Regions from separate parts of the Arachis hypogaea genome. Here region 1 is linked to region 2. A link is a contact called in public Hi-C data. All regions are on one chromosome and are shown on one strand. The core of a region is the stretch at or near the end of the contact, and the rest is flanking DNA. Distances in the headings are between cores, read along the strand shown.

Region 1 (5,679 bases), core at 439-2,938, 46 kb after region 2:
TCTTATTTTATTTATACTATAAACGAAATAAGAAATAGAGTACATTTTGATAAAAAAAACTATAAATTATATACTTTGCTAAATTTTATTTTATTTACTTGAAAAAATCTAATCATTATATTCATAAAGATAAGTATATAAAAATTAATTTAAAAAATATAAAAATTTGAGTATATAATATAAAGTTAATTAAATAAAAATATTAAAAAATAATTAAAACCTTAATCTATCATATTATTAAAATAATTACATATAAAATTACTAAATATATTTTATTTTATCACGTACATATTCCATGTATATACTTCTTCAAAACCTTAAAAAAACTAAGGCCACTATTTACCTTTTTTTTTTAGATCCGTGCCTAGTGTCTATATCTCAATATTCTGTGCTAAACAAATATGATCTACGACTTCGAGTAAGAAAAAGCCACTGCCATAAAAATAGATTTTGACAAATCAAATTGAGTTGGTTTAGTGGTTAGCTCACTAATTCGCTTAAATTTTAATCTGTCGAATTGAGAAATACCGTGAAAAATAAAAAAACAAATCAATCGACAAAATATTATTATAAAAACGTGCGACAAAGTAAATAGATTTTGACATGCATAAAATAAAATGAAAGGAATGACCTAATTTTATTTTAAAATTAACAAAAATAAGATAAGATATTTCATGTGATGATCATCTAACGACCCATCAATAAAACTCTTCATTTATTTATGTGACCATCTACCATAAATGTATAATCCACATTACATTAAAAGATATTATAAATTAATTACACAGAAAGAGAAGTGATGGTAGGTGATATAAATATAAATATATAATCTTATTTAAGAGCAATATTACGCAGCGAATAAAATTTATTATTTTTTTTAAATTTAGTTAACAAACATTTTTTTATTTAAAAATTATAAATTTTAATAGAATAAAAAATACTAATATAAAAGATTAACTAATATTTCTAAAAAATATTATTTTTAATATTCTTTTATCAAAAGTTATATCTATATATTAAAATTAATTATTATGTATATATTATTTAAAAAATAAATAAATTCTTAATTTTTTTAATTCAAAGAGATATGAATTTTAAACTAATTAAAAATATAAAAAATGTTTTTAATTTTTAAAATATAAGATATTTAAATTTTTCTATCTAAAATATATAAACATAAATTGATTCTCTAAAAAGATTTAAATATCTCATATTTCAAAAAATAAAAAATATAGAATTTATTTATTTTTTAAATAAAAAACAAAAAAATTATTTTTATTTTTTTATTATTTAATTTATTTTAATATAAATTTTATATTTTAACATATATTTTATATTAATAAGAATTTAATCGCTGTTTTTTGGTATGTAATTATTATAAGAACTTGTTTAGAATGCTAGAAATTAGAATTTACTCGAGAGTTGAATTTTTTATTTTATTTTAGAATAACTAAAAAATAAATAATTTAAATTTTTTAGTAATTCAAAATTTTATTTTTTCTTTATTTGTAAATTAAATTAGAAGGAGTCTGATTTCTAAATCTACGCACACATTTTTTAAATTTAAATTATATTCTATTAATATATTATAATTATTCTAAATTATAAAATTAAATTTCAAACAAAAATATTTTTTTAAAAAAAAATAGAATTATTTTTCTTATGATAAATGGTTTCAAACAAACTCTGAATGTTTTTTTATTTAATTAAATGCATGGTGCTTCTTCATTGACATGAGACACCAAAAATAAGCTCTTGTAACTTTATTCCCCAATGGAGGGTCCTTAGTTCTCTCTTCTTCCACTCTCTCTTTCAATATTACCCTAACACCCTTCTTCTTCTTCTTCTTCTTCTTCTTCACTCTTTCTGATCTTCTCATTATTCTTCAACACGAGTAAGTAAAACTCCTAAGTTTTTTTTTTTGTTTCATTTTAATTTCTTATGTTGCTTCATGGACTTTTCATTGAAACCCTTCTGCAATTCTCTGTGTCCCTTTGCTTTTCCCCTTTTTTGCTTTCAACTGGGACATGCATCTTTATTCCACTTTTTCTTAATTCCTATTTTTGTTCCAGTAATGGATGAGAAAACTCTCAAAAAACTCTTTTTTTTTTCTTTTTCTTTCAGTGCATTATTAACACAAAGTAGTGCTCACTAGTTTCTGTTTTTTTTTTTTTTTTTCAACTTTTCTTCTTCACTTTCCCTTTTTATTTTCTGACCAAAACCAAACTGAGTCCGTGTTTGTTATCTTCACTTCTGGATGATTTTATTTTATTTTATTTTCAAAAAATGAAATTGAAAAAAAATCTGCTTTTTGTTTTTCGTCTATCTACTGAAATGTGCTTTGATGGAAGATGACTCAGCCAAGAGTGAAAGACTCTGACTCATAAATTTTCATGTGAATTTTTTTAAATTTATTATTATTATATTTATTACAGCTTGTTTTGTACTATGTTTTTAATTTTATTCCCCTTGGGTTATTTTTAGAACTTTGTCTTGTAACTTTTTCCACCGAAAAGTAATTATTACTTAATATGTGTATCTATCATTCTATCTGTGAGTCTTTGCAGCAATGAATGGCGATTCTCATTTTCTTTTTAATTGTCTTATATTTATTTGTTTTCATTGGGTATATAAAGTTCCTAACTTTGCCTTATTGCAATTTAGGAATTTGTACTTGGCTATTGTTGTTCATTTGGAGCTTCTTTGGATCAAAGCAAAGAAAATTTGAGCAAAGGTATGATTCAATTTTTAATGTGTTATTGGAATTTATGACATTGAGGTTGCTTATGAATATTGTGGGAAAGCTGTGTTTCAATGTATTGTTTTCTCTGTTTGATTGATAAGTTTGAAGGCCGTGGAGTGTGGTGCAAGATTCTGTTTAGTCAAAATGATCTGTTATTCTGTTTGTTTCATGAACCATTTCAAATGCTGTTTTTGTTGTTTGATAGGGAAAACACAAAATTTGGGAACTTCTTGGTTTGAATTTTGATGTCACTGCCGGTATTTAGCATAGTGGGGGAGGAGGAGGGCAAAAGCAATGTCACTTTGTTGGTTTCGTCGACTGCCATGGAATGTGCTCGCATCGAGAGCTCCGAGTTGAAAGTGCGAAACTACATGGAATTGTCTGGTTGTTCTTCTGCTGACAGCTCGGTTTCGCCCTTACCGGACGAGCATAAAAGTAATCTGAACCTGAAAGCTACTGAACTCAGGCTTGGTCTCCCGGGATCTCAGTCTCCTGAGAGAGATTCTGATCATTGCTTAAGAAGCTCAACTCAGTTTGATGAGAAACCACTTTTCCCCCTGTGCCCCTCGACCGATGATCATCATCATTCCCCTGCAAAGGCTGCTGTTTTGGGTAGCAAAAGAGGATTCTTAGATGTAATGAATGGGTTCCAGAAGGTAAATGTCAATTTAGTCTGAGGAAATATCCTTTTTAACTATGATCTTTGGGTACTTAAAGTAATCTTAAAAGAACTTGCTTGGTTGAAATCTTGTTTTTAGTATGTGTAAGACTGTAACATGCTCTGATCATAGCTTTTTATCTGCTCGAAGTGAGATACTGCTAAGCGAGATACTGAGTCGCCGATCTATCATGCAGGGGAATTTTTTATCTAATTCAGAAGTGAATACAATTCTGTCGCCGAGGCCTTCTTCTAACTTGGGATTAAAACCTGGTTCTCTGCTTGAGAGTCTTGGGGTTCAACAAGCCAAAATGAAAGAAGTATCGACTACAAAGGTTGGGGTCGAGAAGCCTCATGCTTTCAATGAGACCAGACCCAGTCTTAATGGTTCTGCGAATAATAATAGCAGTGCACCAGCTACCAAGTAAGTAGAATACTCGAACCGATCACATTAAGTTTGAGCATAACTGTGGAAATGATTTCTGAATTCTGATATTCCTCGTGCGACAGGGCTCAGGTCGTGGGGTGGCCTCCCCTAAGGTCATTTAGGAAGAATTCACTGGCAACTAATTCGAAAAACACAGAAGAAGTAGATGGACAACCGGGGTCCGGTCCACTGTTTGTCAAGGTCAGCTTGGAGGGTGCTCCCTATTTAAGGAAAGTAGACTTGAAGAATTACTCTACATACCCGGAACTATGTTCTGCTCTAGAGAAGATGTTCCGCGGTTTTACTATAAGTAAGGAAGAATTCGTTTGATGCAAGAAAACTTAGTCTTTAAGTAATTTATGGTCAGTTTGCCTGGATCCAGTTACTGCTTGTTTCGGTATGATTTCAGGTCAATGCGGATCTTATGGGACTCTGGGAAAGGAGTTGCTGAATGAAACCAAGCTGAAGGATCTTCTTCATGGGTCGGAATATGTTCTTACCTATGAAGACAAAGATAATGATTGGATGCTTGTGGGTGATGTTCCATGGGAGTAAGTTCTAATTCTTTCATGCACTTGTTTTCTTATAGGCATTGAAAACTCATCTGAGATACAAATTTACATTTTACATTATTTGTTCGTCTTCAAAGTAACTTCAACCCTTTATCTTTGCAGGATGTTTATCGAAACATGCCGAAGGCTGAGGATCATGAAGAGTTCAGAAGCAATTGGCCTTGGTTAGTATTTTTCAAACTATCTATAAACATAAGATTCAAGGGAATCCCAGCATATGTTATGGGTACTTGGCTTCGAATCCCAGCATATCTTATTCGAGTTTCCCCTTTTTGTGTCAGCTTGCAGCTCCAAGGGATGTTGAAAAAAGCAAGAGCAGGAACTAGACATGGCAACAACAACAGAATCCATCATAACCAAAGACATTTTGGCCAGGGAGAGATTATAATACTAAGCTATCTTAATATTTGTGTTAATGTTCATTATGTGTGTGTTTGATGTGTTCTTCACGGCATTTTATATATTAACTAAGCCGTTTTTTATCATATGATTTTCAACTCTTATAACCCCTTAAGACTTGAGTATTTGTGAGTTAATTAATGATGTGGTTGAAGGAGGATATGATATGTAGTGTGTAAATTTTGATTTGTGTGCTTTTGTGATTTAAAATGACAGCATGTTCTATTGTTCTGTGTCATGTGACTTGTTTACGGTGAAAACTCACGTGCAGTTGTTTTTATATGAAATTGATAGCTGAAAACCGTTAAATAATTTGACTGATTTGACTAAATTTTCATCTAACGGCTCTCATCTATTAACTTCATGTGAAGTCGACTGCACCTGAATTTCTACCTTGTTTATTCATCATTCATTTTTGTAAAGTAATAAATCGGTTTTAAATTGGTTTAAAAATAAGAGCTGGTTTCTAAAAAATAACTAGTTTTATGGAAACTCGTTTTAAAAATAATAAATTGTCTTAAGAAATTAATTTTATATTTTTATTTATGAAATTGTGAATTTGATATGAATAATTAAGAAAAATAATAAATTGTTCACAAATACAACAATAACAAAACCTTGTCCCACTAAGTGGGGTCGGCTACATAAATCAAACGACGTCATTGTGTTCTGTCATGTATCATGTCTACAAAGAGACCGTTTACATGTAGATCTCGTTTGACCACCTCATGGATGGTTTTCTTAGGTCTTCCTCTGTCTTTCGCCCTTTGTCCATCTTCCATCTCATCTACCCTCCTGACTGGATGTTTTATCGGTCTTCTTCTCACATGTCCAAATCACCTGAGACGCGATTCAACCATCTTTTCCACAATGGGTGCTA
Region 2 (6,014 bases), core at 3,345-5,844:
CCTTTTAAATGCAGGGATTTAGAATCGAGAATCCTTTTTAGCACATAAGATTCCTTCGTCATTACTATCGTAATACTCAATATTTTTTCTTACGTTTTTTGTGGACTCTAAATACAGAAATAAAGAAAAAATAAAAAAATTAAACAAGACCCATAAAACATGTAGATAAATAAGAATTTACTTATAATCTGTATTTTTATTGATTGTGGATATGTCAATATATAGACAAATGTTGTGCCATCTCTGCCTTCTCTGGTGGTCAAGATGCTAACGATAGAGTATTTTCTATTTCTTTATGCTTATTTTTTTATTTTATTTTATACTCTTCTTTTATTTTTTATCATATATATATATATAATGCCAACATATATAATCGCTACTTTGCAACTATATGAGCTGCCACTTTATATTATGAGTCGTAGGTGCATATAAAAACCTATATTTTGTATCCCCTTGGATAGGAATGATGGATATAACATTGTCTGAGAATTGGATGCAACAGGATGTTAAAAACATGGGTAAAAATAAATAGTGTAGACGATTTTTTGCTATTGTGTAGTCTGCTTAGTATTTAGAAATGAAATAGTGTGTGGATAGTGCTAAGAACAAAATAAAGTTTCGTAAATCAATAGAGTGAATTGAAGCTAATGAAGAGAGAGGGGCATGTAATACCAACTCGAGAAGAACATGAGTGTAAATGGATGTAGTGGTTATGTGTGTTTTATAATTCTGTAATAAATAGCTATGCTGCTGGTGGTTACTTAACAAGAACACAAGGTGGAGTGAGATGCTATATGAGTGAGGTGGTAATAGAAAAATCAAAGGGTATAAATAGCTTAGTTCATAGGAGATGCATGCATAGGTGTTGGAATGTAATAATGGTGATCATGTACTGCATGCTAATTTCATTTTTATGGATATGCTATAAAATATTCTATGGATGATTACTTAATTTTTTTATGGCAACGACGAAAGGGAAGATTTAATTAACCATAGGATTAGGATACTATCTTGTCCTTCTCTTTTTTACGTGGGTTGAATTTGTAATGAATGATCTTGAAAAGAGAAAACCAGAATTGGTTACTGATATTACTTAATATTCAAGATTCAAGAAGTGTCAATGTATAGAAAGTTTGTTAGGCTTGTATTAGTAAGAAAACCAAATTAGTTAAGTCCATGCTGTATATAGTTAGCCACATATTTGTAGAAAACAGATTTTTTTATTCAAGAAAATACATATTACAATTTACATTCACAATTTCTCTCTTTGATTGCTCAGTTCTCATTCATTACTCTACATAGTTTTGTTCAGATCTATTAAAAAAGAAAATCATAATTCTTTTTGCCATTTTTCTTTTCCATTGTAGTATGTACCTAATTTTGAACCGATCACTTGTCATCTACCAAAAACATGGATTCTTTTTTCTTTTAATTTTTGGTATTTGAACTGCCTCCTATAACAAGGATCTTATCACTAACAGAGTATGAAACCATGACTAAGAAGGCATAAGCTGTTTTTTTAGGTATTGGAGGACAACCTATTTTCACCAAATAAGGGGATAATACGTTTTCTCGTAAAAAGGCCCGCCTTTCATAAAATACAAACGAAAAAAAGCAACAACAACAAACAGCGGATCAGTTCTGTAGTTTGAAGCTTTGTTTGGTCCACCCAAAATTCTATGATGACTTAGGCCCAAGAAGCAAACTTTTTTATAAATGGAAACTTAACAATCCTGTCCAAAAAAAAAAAACAATATATTCAGAACAAAAACAAGAACAATATTAAAACAAAGTTCTAATTTAACCAACACTTATTCTGACAAATAAAATATCTTATTTTGAATAAATAAAATAAAATATCTTAACTAAATTGAGTTGTTCTAATGCTTAACTCACTAATTTGTTTAAGTATGTGTTAAGGATTCGAATCTGTCTTTGTATATACAATAACCCATTGACTAGTAACAAATCCTTAAATGAAGCTCCAATCTGTTATATGTTAAGATGTGTTTGGTTTAGCATTAAAAAAAATATATATATATTTAAATTTTTTGAACACTGCCTAAAATGCACGTTTACCTGAAGCTAAGAAGTCATAGTTTCTGCGCATTCACTTCACTTAACGTGCATTTACATTTGATTTTTCTAATGATTTAGTGTGTGTTTGGATTATCGTTTGCAAACAAAAATTTGTATAAAATTGATTTTGTAGAATTGATTTTGATCAAAAGTAAGTTAGTATTAACCCGATTTATGTTTAGTAATTTTTATTCAAAATGAATTATAGTAAACTAAGTATTGTTTGGATTACATTATTCAAAATCACTTTTAGATAAAAAATTACAGAAAAGAACATGAATTTAAATAATTATTTTATGTTATCTTATAATTTTATTTTAAATATTTAAATAAATTTTAATATTCTTTAGTACTCTCATAAAATTAATAAAATCATAATACAAAATAAAAAAATATTCCATACAAAAAAGAAATAACAATCATAGTAAAAGAACTCATATAAAAAAAAACAGAAATTTTATAAAAAAAAAATAATATACATAAGAGAATATTAAAAAAAAGTATTATAAAAAAAACAAATATATGAATAATAAAAGATATAATTGGTACATAGAATAAAGCTCAACCTAACGTAAAAAAGTGAATGAAAAAGCTAAAATTTTTAGTTTTTAGTAGAACGTGAATTGAAAATAAAAATTGTTTCTATGTTTACAGCATAGAAATGTTGCCAAACATAAAAATAAAACGTTAAAAAAACTCAAAATATATGTACTTAACATATCTATCTATTTTTTTTTCGTTGAGGGATGGATGATTGTTGGCTTCATTTAAGGATTTATTAATATCCAATAGAATTTTATATAGAGAGTCAAATTTGAATCTTTAACACGTATTTAAGTAAATTAAAAAATTAACTAACCATTTGAGCAACGTAAATTGATTTGAATTGATAAACCATATTTTCATGTAATTGGGCATGATTGATGAGGAGAGAGAGGCCCAAGTAGAGTTAGAAAAAAAAAAGGGAAAGAGTGAGAGAGGCATGAGAATGGCGTGATAGTGGCGTCACCATAAAAACGAGCAGCTTATAATATACGCATCAATACATGCATCACTTAACAACAAATAGTGCCAAAAAGAAAATGAAAATAATCCCACCAAAAAATTTTCTTTCCTTTAAACAGAAAGATTTTGAGAAAAAAAAAGTTCGGATGACAAAATTGTGTTTTTAATTTTATTTATCGTTAATTAGATATTTTTGTATATTTTATCATTTGTCTAAATTTTTTTTTTAAGAGTATAGTGGCAAGTTTCAAGTCTCAATTTTGAGTCTAGCATGATTTATAAAGATTTACATAAATTAATTAAAAGATGATAAATATGTAAACAAAGTTATATTAGGACAATACTGTTATTTTATTTATATGGATAACAAAAATATATACTGATATTGCATATCCAAATTATTTTAGTAATTAAGTTTAACTAAATAGATTTAATAATTTATTGACACAATAAAAATTAGCTGAAGAAAAAAGAGAAGACGCACAAAAAAAAGAAAAATATTTGGTTAAACTTGGTTATAAAATAATTTGTTCAACTAGTATTTTTTATTTACGTTTTAAGTTAGTTATTTTAATCTACTATGTATATTAGTGAATTGTTATAAAATACTGAGTAAATATTTTTTTAAATAGTAGCTTCTTAATGTTTCTTTTTCAATAATTAACTTCCCTAATCTTTATAATTTAAATATTTTTTTAATAAATAGAATAAAACGTATAAAATTGTGTCTATTTAGGATAAATTAATCCCTAACAAAATAGAAAAGTAAATTAGTCTTTTTTTTTTACCAAAAATAGGAAGAATTGAACTCGCGACTTCTTGTGTGAGTATGAGAAAGTTATGCCATTTGAGTTATAACTCATTAGCAAAATAGATTAGTCTTTTATTTATTAAATTTTCATACAATTCATACTTTAAATCCTTCTACTTTTATTAAAAATAACTAATCATTAATTTTTACAACTTTTTAAAAGATAATATAGAGACTCACTTGCAGTAAATATTAATGTATTTTAGGAAAAATAAGAAGTCCATGGCTTTTTTAAAATTAACTTGTTATTAAATATAAAATAAGAAAAACAAAAAAGATTAAATTTTAAATTTAAACGATTAATATTAAATATAATAAATAAAAAATTAAAATTTATTTAATTAACAAAAATGTAATAGTTTGACTTAGGAAAAAAAAACGTTTAAAAATGAACCCTGACTTGTATACGTTATAAACATAAAATTCTTTTACCTGAATATCCAATTTCATAAGAAAAATTTATACGAAATAGTTTTCATAGTTTTTTTTTTTTTGTGACTATAGTAATTTCATAGTTAAGTATTAAGCGGAGAGTCGTAGAGTGTTTAAAAAAAAATGGTGGAGTCGAATGAATGATGAATGAGTTGAAATAATGCTACCGAAAATGGCAATTCTGGCAATTACGGTTGGGTGGTGCAAAAGACGCCGAATTATAAGCGCGTGGAGCATACTCCAAGATTTCATGGTGATAGAGTTAACTGTCACGCTCTGAACCGAGCAACCCCACAAAGAAAACCCACTTTCTTGTCCCCCTAATCACATTATTTAGCCACCTCTTACTTTTTCTTTGTCCCCCTTAAGCCTCAACACTCGTTTCCAATTTAAAACCAAAGGGCAGGGAGTGGATCCACTCCAGTGAAAAAAAAAAATAGATAGTATTTAGTGAAAAATTTCACTCTTTATTATATTTTTTTTTATTTATTTTTAGTCTCATTTATAGAATTAAAGGTGAGAGATTATATTTTATTCTCTTTAATGACAAAAAAAATAGAGAGGATCTATTTCTTTATTTGTAGGCTAATTTTATAGTATTTTTTGTTTGGTGTCTAACTTTTGCCTAAATTACTTTTTATAGTAATTTTAAAATATTTAAAAGTTTTTAACTTTTATACTTTTAAATTTAAAATTAATTATTTTACATATTTTAATAATTAGACAATATTTTTTAGACACCACAGCAAACACCTTATTTGTATGTATGAGTTTAATTCCACGGTATAATTTTGGTCTATAATTTTGGTCTATGTTACTATATCCTCTCTAAAATCAACGATAAATTATGATACATAATATTTATAATTATAATTAAGTTGAATATTAATCATTATAATTAGGTATATATTTTTTATTTTTTTCTTTTTTTGTGATTATTTAAATTTAGTTTAGCACCACCAGTTTATGGTGGTGATGGTGACTGTCATCGTCGGAAAAATCTTTTTGTGATGAACTCACAAACCTATCAACAAGTTACACATGTATTTAGCTCGTTACACGTGGCAACATTCATGCTATCAAGGTACGGAGAATCTCTGCTATATAGGCACAACTCCTTTCCAACCTCAGTGTACACTCACCGCACTTCTCCACCCTCTTCTAAATGGTGATAACATTCTCGGAGTTCACTATTCGTAAAACTTTTGTCCAATAAAAGTGATTAAATTCTTGTGCATAATTATCACCTCATCTTGTAAATCCTATTGTCTGTAATTGAATTTGACTTCATCTCCACCTCATCGACAACAATGTTTTTAATCTAATGAGGATACGAATCTACCATCCCTTGAAACTTGTATTTGACATCATCAACAACAATGTCTTTAATTGTGTTTATGACTTGAGGATCTGAAGAATTGGTGCGAAATTTATAACCCACAAACTAACCGCCAAGTGCACCGGGTCGTACCAAGTAATACCTCAGGTGAGTGAGAGTCGATCCCACGAGGATTGATGGACTAAGCAACAATGATTGAGTGATTTACTTAGTTAGACAAGTAGAAAAGAGTGTTTGGGTTTCAATTGTATTAAACAGTAAATTAGAGAATTAATAAAGCAAGCAGTAAATGGGTTGTGAATAATATATGGAGAAATCGGTTAAAGCTTCAGAGATATCTATTTTTCT

Evidence for each region. Hi-C and Micro-C count contacts between places; a contact is called where the count stands out from the background.
Region 1: a contact with region 2 is called in a Hi-C map of an unstated tissue, with 4 times the contacts expected there. The contact joins the promoter of LOC112706284 here to the enhancer-like site in region 2. A contact is called at or near these places in 3 of 8 Hi-C or Micro-C datasets (leaf and an unstated tissue).

The regions. Positions count from the first base shown.
Region 1 is chr8:15,448,141-15,453,819 of arahy.Tifrunner.gnm2.J5K5, forward strand. LOC112706284 (auxin-responsive protein IAA8) reads left to right here and starts at 1,689. Exons shown (of 8, transcript XM_025757509.3): 1 at 1,689-1,894; 2 at 2,665-2,734; 3 at 2,949-3,399; 4 at 3,599-3,825; 5 at 3,912-4,138; 6 at 4,238-4,379; 7 at 4,503-4,564; 8 at 4,682-4,961. The coding sequence starts at 2,989. The coding sequence ends at 4,704.
Region 2 is chr8:15,399,132-15,405,145 of arahy.Tifrunner.gnm2.J5K5, forward strand. No RefSeq gene overlaps it. Among protein-coding and RNA genes, the nearest start is that of LOC112706283, 6.4 kb to the left of the region's middle. Within about 2 kb of position 4,595, at least 3 of the 3 cell types and tissues checked have open chromatin away from gene starts, as enhancers often do.